2 separate regions of the Sus scrofa genome follow, and region 1 is linked to region 2. Evidence: chromatin contacts called from public Hi-C data. All regions are on one chromosome and are shown on one strand. Each heading gives the region's core, a stretch centred on a gene start, on an enhancer-like site or on the middle of the called end of the contact. The rest is flanking DNA. Distances are from core to core; before and after follow the strand shown. Region 1 overlaps BAIAP2L2 (brain-specific angiogenesis inhibitor 1-associated protein 2-like protein 2). Region 2 has its middle 49 kb from the start of KCNJ4.

Region 1 (3,138 bases), core at 245-2,744, 210 kb before region 2:
AGCAAACCACCCGGACAACTGAGAGAAGGGGGTGACAAGCTTCACGGGAGTTGATAAAGGTACTTACTGCCAAAGAGCTTCTTACCCAGACAAAGCATGCTATTTTTTGGGGGGGGGGCGCTGCTGTGGTGTGCAGCAGGTTGATGTGGGATCTCAGTTCCCAGACCAGGGATTGAACCTGGGATGCAGCAGTGAATACACTGAGTCCTAACCACTAGACCACCAGGGAACTCCCCAAGCACGACTGTCAGATTTAAAATTGAAAAACGAACTAGAGAGAGGACAGTTCTCTTGCAAACAGAATCAGCAGCCTGTAGGTCAAAGGGGGAGAAATATCTCAAAATACAGAGCAAGAATAAATGAATGGTGAGGGAGAAGGTGGTTATAAATGTGAAGGTTCAAATGACTGGAGTTCCAGGAGAAAAAGAAATGATGGCAGAGAGAGAACAACTGAAGAAACAGAAGAGGAAAGAGCTCCCCGGATCTGAAGAAAGATTTGAACCCGCAAGCTGAAGGGGCATCGACCCAGAGCTCAGTTAGGTGGTTCCCGGACAAGTTCCTGAGTTCCAAGGACGCAAAGAAAATCTCCAAGCATCCACAGAGAAAGAGCCAGTTATTTCAAAGGGAAAGGAGACAGGCCAGCACCTGACTTAGCATTGACAACACACAGCACTAGAAATCAGGGGCAAATCCTCTTGAACCACAAGAGAAAAGAGCCTGAAGCTCTGGAGTCCTTCGACCGGCCACTACACCCCTCCTCACCAGTGAGGGTTAAAGTGAGACATTCGCAGAGATGCAAGGACTCAGATAGTGTATCTGCAGAAAATACTTATGCAAGTTCTCCAGCCACACCAATGAATCAAAACAGAAACGTCAAGATAGTGGGAGGTGAAAAGGATTGAAAATAGTGGTAAGCAGTGGATCTGATCATATGTGCAGTGAAATGTTCGTGGAGGATCGTGGAGCACCGGCGATGGTCATATATGTAATCTAAGCACAAATTCTTGAAATAGAAGGGCTATCCTGCCAAAAATGACTACTGAAGGTCTGGAACTAAAAAATCCCCAAGTTTCTTAGCAAAACCAAGAAGCAGGGGTTAGGAAGGATGAGAGGAGGCGTAAAGACTTTGCAAGCCTCATCTTAGAGTACCAGGGAGGGCAGGAATAGCTTCAATATTATGGAGAGACGGGAGCCATGGACCAAGGCGGGGGGCGGTATTTTTTGAAAAAGATAGTAGACAAACATATGTGATTTTGAAGGTCACAGAGTGAGGCTATCCTGAGCTGAGATGAAAAGAACAGTAGAATTTCCGAATTAATACAGTGGAGATGGATGTGGAATTAATTAAACAAATCTCAACTAAAATTGGAGCAGGGACAGGCCCCTAGGGGGAGCTCTCATGCCCTGCCAGGCATCTTTGACTATTCCAAGGAGAAAGAGACGCAAGGCTTCATTTCTTACGGGAGGGTGTTGCCTACTTTACCATCCGGCAGCCGCGGACTATTTCTCCCTCCAACCCCCATCCCTGTGAAAGCCCAGCCAATCAGACTGCCCCAGCTCAACCAATGAGAAACCTCCATATTTTGGACTTCCGGCTTCCTCCAATGGACTTTTTGGTTATTACAGCCCCTCCCCACTACCCTCTCTTCCCCATAAAAGGAAGCCCTCCAACTTTGTTCTCTGGGTTTGCCCATGGTCTGAGACGGTTAGCATATTCTGAATTGCAATTCCTTTGCCTTTTCCTGAATAAACTTGCTTTTGTTGGTAAAATTACTGGCTATTGTATTATTAAAGTTGACCGGGAAATGCACAGTTCAGCTGACAAGAACAATAATGGGAGAAAAAGAGATGATAAAGTAAATATAGTTAATCAAGTTATTCAGAAAGAATAAAGAAGGTATATTAGTTATTACGTTAAACGAGAATGGACTGAATTCTTTTACTGGTAGACGCAGATTGTCAGACGGGTCAAAAATAAAAACTGAGCTATATCTTTGTAACAAAACATTTAAAAGATACGAAAAGAGCAAGTAGGAAGCGCAATATTAATGTCAGATAATGTGGAATTAAAAATATCAGACTGCTGTAAACCAACTATAATGGAGAAGATAAAAATCATTAAAAAATCAGACTGGTTTTTGAGCGATATTAAATAAGTAAATCCAATATTTACAGAGAAGGTATAATAGTCCAGGCACAAACCCCATAGCAGCTAAAGGCAGAAAGTGAAATCCATTATAAACACGATTGTCTAGCGGACTGAACAAAGCAAGAGCATAGAAGATTTAAATAATATAAAATTAATAGACAATAATTGAGTAAACCTACGAGTTAATCATTTCGTGAATCGGGACTGTATGTAAAGAATGAAAAAGTAAATGGTTCACACTTAAATGAATAAATGCATGAGCTAGTTAATGAATGTGAGAATTAAAAAAATCATAGCTCAACAAATGAATGACTATCTGATGACACAAATAAACACAGAAACCAATTAAGAAAGAAATCGATGGAGAGAGAAAATAAATACCTACATAGTGGAAGAAGGGAAAAGGGAGGCCGGGAGGGGCGTTCCTGGGCGCAGCCCCTAGAGGGCGCCATCAGCCGCCCCCCATCCCCAGCCCCAGCTCACCCGGCCAAAAAACTGCAGGAAGGTGTTGGAAAGCAGCAGGTGCTTCTCGGCCAGGAAGCGATAGCGCCGCTTCTCTTCCAGTTCAGCTGCCCGCTGACTCTCAGACACGAAGGCCTGCATCTGCGCATGCAGCCGGTTCACGCTCTCCTGGAGGAAAAGGGATTCTGGCTGGAGGCAGAGGGTGGGTCCCTCACCCCGCCCCCCGTCAGTGCCAGCTGTCTGAAGTCTCTCTCCTTCCTGAACCAGCCGCCTCCCTCTGGAGGCCTTCCCTGAGCGCCCAGCCCCTGCACCTTCATCTCCCGTGCGTTCTTGTCTCTCTTGCGCTCCATACGCCATAGCTCTGACATGCACTTCTCCAGGTTGGCGGCTCGGTGGCGGTACTCCATCTCGTAGTGCTGGCGGCTGTCCTTGGATGGGGTGAAGAGAGGACAAAGAGCTCAAGGCACGCGGCCCATGGGCCAGAGGGCTGCATGGGGGCAGGGAGCTCAGCTGGGAATATATATAAC
Region 2 (3,000 bases), core at 173-2,672:
TCCGGGCTAGATCCATCACGGACTTGACTGGACTGGCCCGTTCATTGGGCTGTTTGGGAGTTTACTTTAAATTTAGCAGCATTTGGATCCTCTGGCTCTTTAAATAGGCCTGGATTTGGAAAGAAATTCAATTAAGTGGTTCTTTGCCTAAATTAATGGGATTATTTTTTGATTGAATCATGGCCGATTCTTTCAAGACTGAATTTGCCTCCTCTCTGAGGCTTTTCAAGACCTTACCAGGGAGTTCGGGGGGCGATGGAGAACGCTGACCACTTCAGGTTCACTCTGCACAGCAACTGCTTCCTCTGGGAACCGCCCCCCCTCCCCGAGGACCCCCGACTCCCCTGTTTCACAGCAGTCACGCCTCCTTGCCTGGCTTCCTGGCTCTCACTGGTGATGGTAAAAGGGTTCCAGAACTGTCTCCACATCAGGCTCTCAGTTCTTTGGGGACAGGGATTGCAGATTCACCTGGTCTCAGGGCTTGGCGCCGGTCTTAGCCCAAAGCAGGGGGCATGGGCCAGCGCAGGCATGAATTCAACTGAACTGACCCCAGGTCTTCTGACTCCAAAGCCTCCCTCCCACTGGGTTCTTCTGAGAGAAGGGAGGGGGTTTCTAACTGACATAGGGTGGGATTATACCCTGAGTCCCCCGTCACTCCACTCCCAATCCAGCGAGCCAGCATCTAACACCCACTATGACATAGCTCTAAAACGCAACTGCCTTTACAGTTTGCAATTTTATTTTATTTTATTTTATTTTATTTTATTTTATTTTATATTTTATTTTATTTTATTTTTCAGGGCTGCAGTGCAGCGTATGGAGGTTTCCAGGCTAGGAGTCGAATCAAAGGCTGCAGCTGCCAGCCTAGGCCACAGCCACGGCAGCACAGGACCCAAGCTGCATCCTCAATCTATACCGCAGTTCACAGCAATGCTGGATCCTTAACCCATTGAGCGAGGCCGGGGATTGAACCCGCGTCCTCATGGATACCAGTCGTGTTCTTAACCTGATGAGAAACAACGGGAGCTCTGAGAAGTAGATTCTTCACCTCTCTTTACAGCTGACCTCCCTGGGGCTCAGAGAGGGGTGGAGCCTCACCTAAAATCACACAGCCAGTGGGTAGGGGGCCATCAGGACTCCAAGCTCCTGTAGGGCCGGGCGGAGGCCAGGGGGTGTGCGGGGCAGTGGAGAGATCTTAGGGAGGGCCTCCTCCTGTGCTTGAAGGGTAGAGGGCTGAGGGCTGGGGAGGATGGCAGGGCCTGTGGCCTGAGCTGTGAGATGGGGCAGCAGAAGGTCAGGGAAGATTCCACAAAATCCTGGGAGATGAGGAGGTGGCCGGCAGGAGTGGGAGGAGGAAATGGATATGGACTCACGCATTCGCGCATCAGCAGACTGGAGGGCCTGCCAAGGCTAGTCCTGGGTGGGGCCTCGGAGGGGCCTGGCATGACACCCAGCTCGCTGCTCACAGGAGGGGCAGGGGCTGGGGTGAGGAGCTGGAGGGAGGTGACTGGCCCTCTCCTTGCAGGGCGAGGGAAGCTACCCGGGAGGGAGAGGGCAGTTTGGCCTGGGGGGTTAGTCTGGAAGATACCGAGGGAGGAGGAGGCGTTGGCCTGGCAGGGAAATGATGATTCTGAGGCCGATGCTTAGGGAGTGCCCGCTGTGCACCTGGCTCCATCTACAAGCTCTCCACCAGCTGACCCAGCTCTCAGGCCTTCCTGGGAGCTGGTGCTGTCAGTATTGCCAGTTAACGTCTGGAGAACCCTGGTGTTGAGGCCAGTGCCTTGTTCAAGGTCACGCAGCTGGTAAGAGGCTGGTGTGGCTTTGAATGCAGGCGGGAAGGATCTCAAGCCTGGCTCCTAACTAGGCTGCCTGGCCTCACCGCGCCTGGGGTCACCAGGCAGGGGGACCAGCAAACCGATGGCAAGAAGACTTGGGTTCAAGCACCACCCCCACCCGCCGTGTACTTGTAACTGTGCAACCTTGACCTCTCTGAGCCGCCACTTCAGATGCGGAAGGGATCCTGTCTGAAGTTCATGGAGATAGGGCCCTGTGCCTGGCATATACCAGGCACTCGGTAAACTGGGGTCCCTTCCCTCCCTTGTGCCCTGAGGAGGTCAGGGTCAAAGAGGCATAGGGGCTTCCCTCCCGGGGGTCTAGAAAGGTCTTCTTGTCCAGCCCCCTGTGTGTACAGAGAGCAGGCTTCTCTCCAGCCAGAGGTGGGTCCCCGCGAGAAGGAAATTCTTTGAACTTCTTAATGATGATGGGGAGGCGGTGACAGTAGCGACGAAGATGACGGTGGTGGCAGCAGTAGTGACGAAGCTCTGGCCCCTCCCTGGCATTCCGGCCAACCCGGGCGGGTTCAGCCAAGTGCTGGGCATAGCTCTGGGGGTGTGTGAGTGTGAGTGCCCAGAAAACTCCGCCTCGGGGACTGACGATGGCCTCGGTTCTGTCAACAAGGGTGCCCTGGCCTCAGGTCACAGCCCTGGATGATTCCCTCGGCCCCACCTCGACTGTCCTCTGACCCAGCGTGTCCTGGGGGATTGACTCCCAGGAGACCACACTTCCTAGAAGTTCGTAACCAAAGTCCAGAGGAGGGGACACTTGGCTGCTGAGGGCACACAGCAGATCTTGCCCAGCAGGAACCCAGGGCTCCTGACACCTCTCTCCGCCTCCCCCACTTGTTCCCACTGAACTAAGAGGGTGGACGGGAAAGCTGCTTAAAACCAATCCCTTTAGCCGATCCTGCCTGAGCCTCTACTGTGCTCTGGCACCAGGAAGGGTATGGAGTTCAGAGACACCTGACCCTGGGAGTTCCCGTCATGGCTCAGCAGTAACAAACCCAACTAGTACCCATGAGGACGTGGGTTCAGTCCCTGACCTCGCTCCGTGGGTTAGGGATCTGACGTTGCTGTGAGCTGTACACACGGCTCGGATCCTGAGTGGCTGTGGCTGTGGTTGCTGTGGGCCGGCCGCTATAGCTTCTATCTGGCTCATAGCCGG

The links. Hi-C and Micro-C count contacts between places; a contact is called where the count stands out from the background.
Region 1: a contact with region 2 is called in a Hi-C map of skeletal muscle, with 6 times the contacts expected there. The contact joins two enhancer-like sites. A contact is called at or near these places in 1 of 5 promoter capture datasets (liver), 27 of 47 Hi-C or Micro-C datasets (adipose tissue, alveolar macrophages, blood and 17 more) and 2 of 2 datasets of contacts at active chromatin or transcription factors (alveolar macrophages and skeletal muscle).

What each region holds. Positions count from the first base shown.
Region 1 is chr5:9,787,742-9,790,879 of Sscrofa11.1, reverse strand. BAIAP2L2 (brain-specific angiogenesis inhibitor 1-associated protein 2-like protein 2) reads right to left here. Exons shown (of 14, transcript XM_003126055.6): 6 at 2,923-3,039; 7 at 2,633-2,779. Among named protein-coding and RNA genes, the nearest start is that of SLC16A8, 11 kb to the left of the region's middle. Within about 2 kb of position 1,494, at least 36 of the 83 cell types and tissues checked have an H3K27ac peak or open chromatin away from gene starts, as enhancers often do. A contact at or near this core is called in skeletal muscle, where this site is marked.
Region 2 is chr5:9,574,318-9,577,317 of Sscrofa11.1, reverse strand. No RefSeq gene overlaps it. Among named protein-coding and RNA genes, the nearest start is that of KCNJ4, 49 kb to the right of the region's middle. Within about 2 kb of position 1,422, at least 7 of the 83 cell types and tissues checked have an H3K27ac peak or open chromatin away from gene starts, as enhancers often do. A contact at or near this core is called in skeletal muscle, where this site is marked.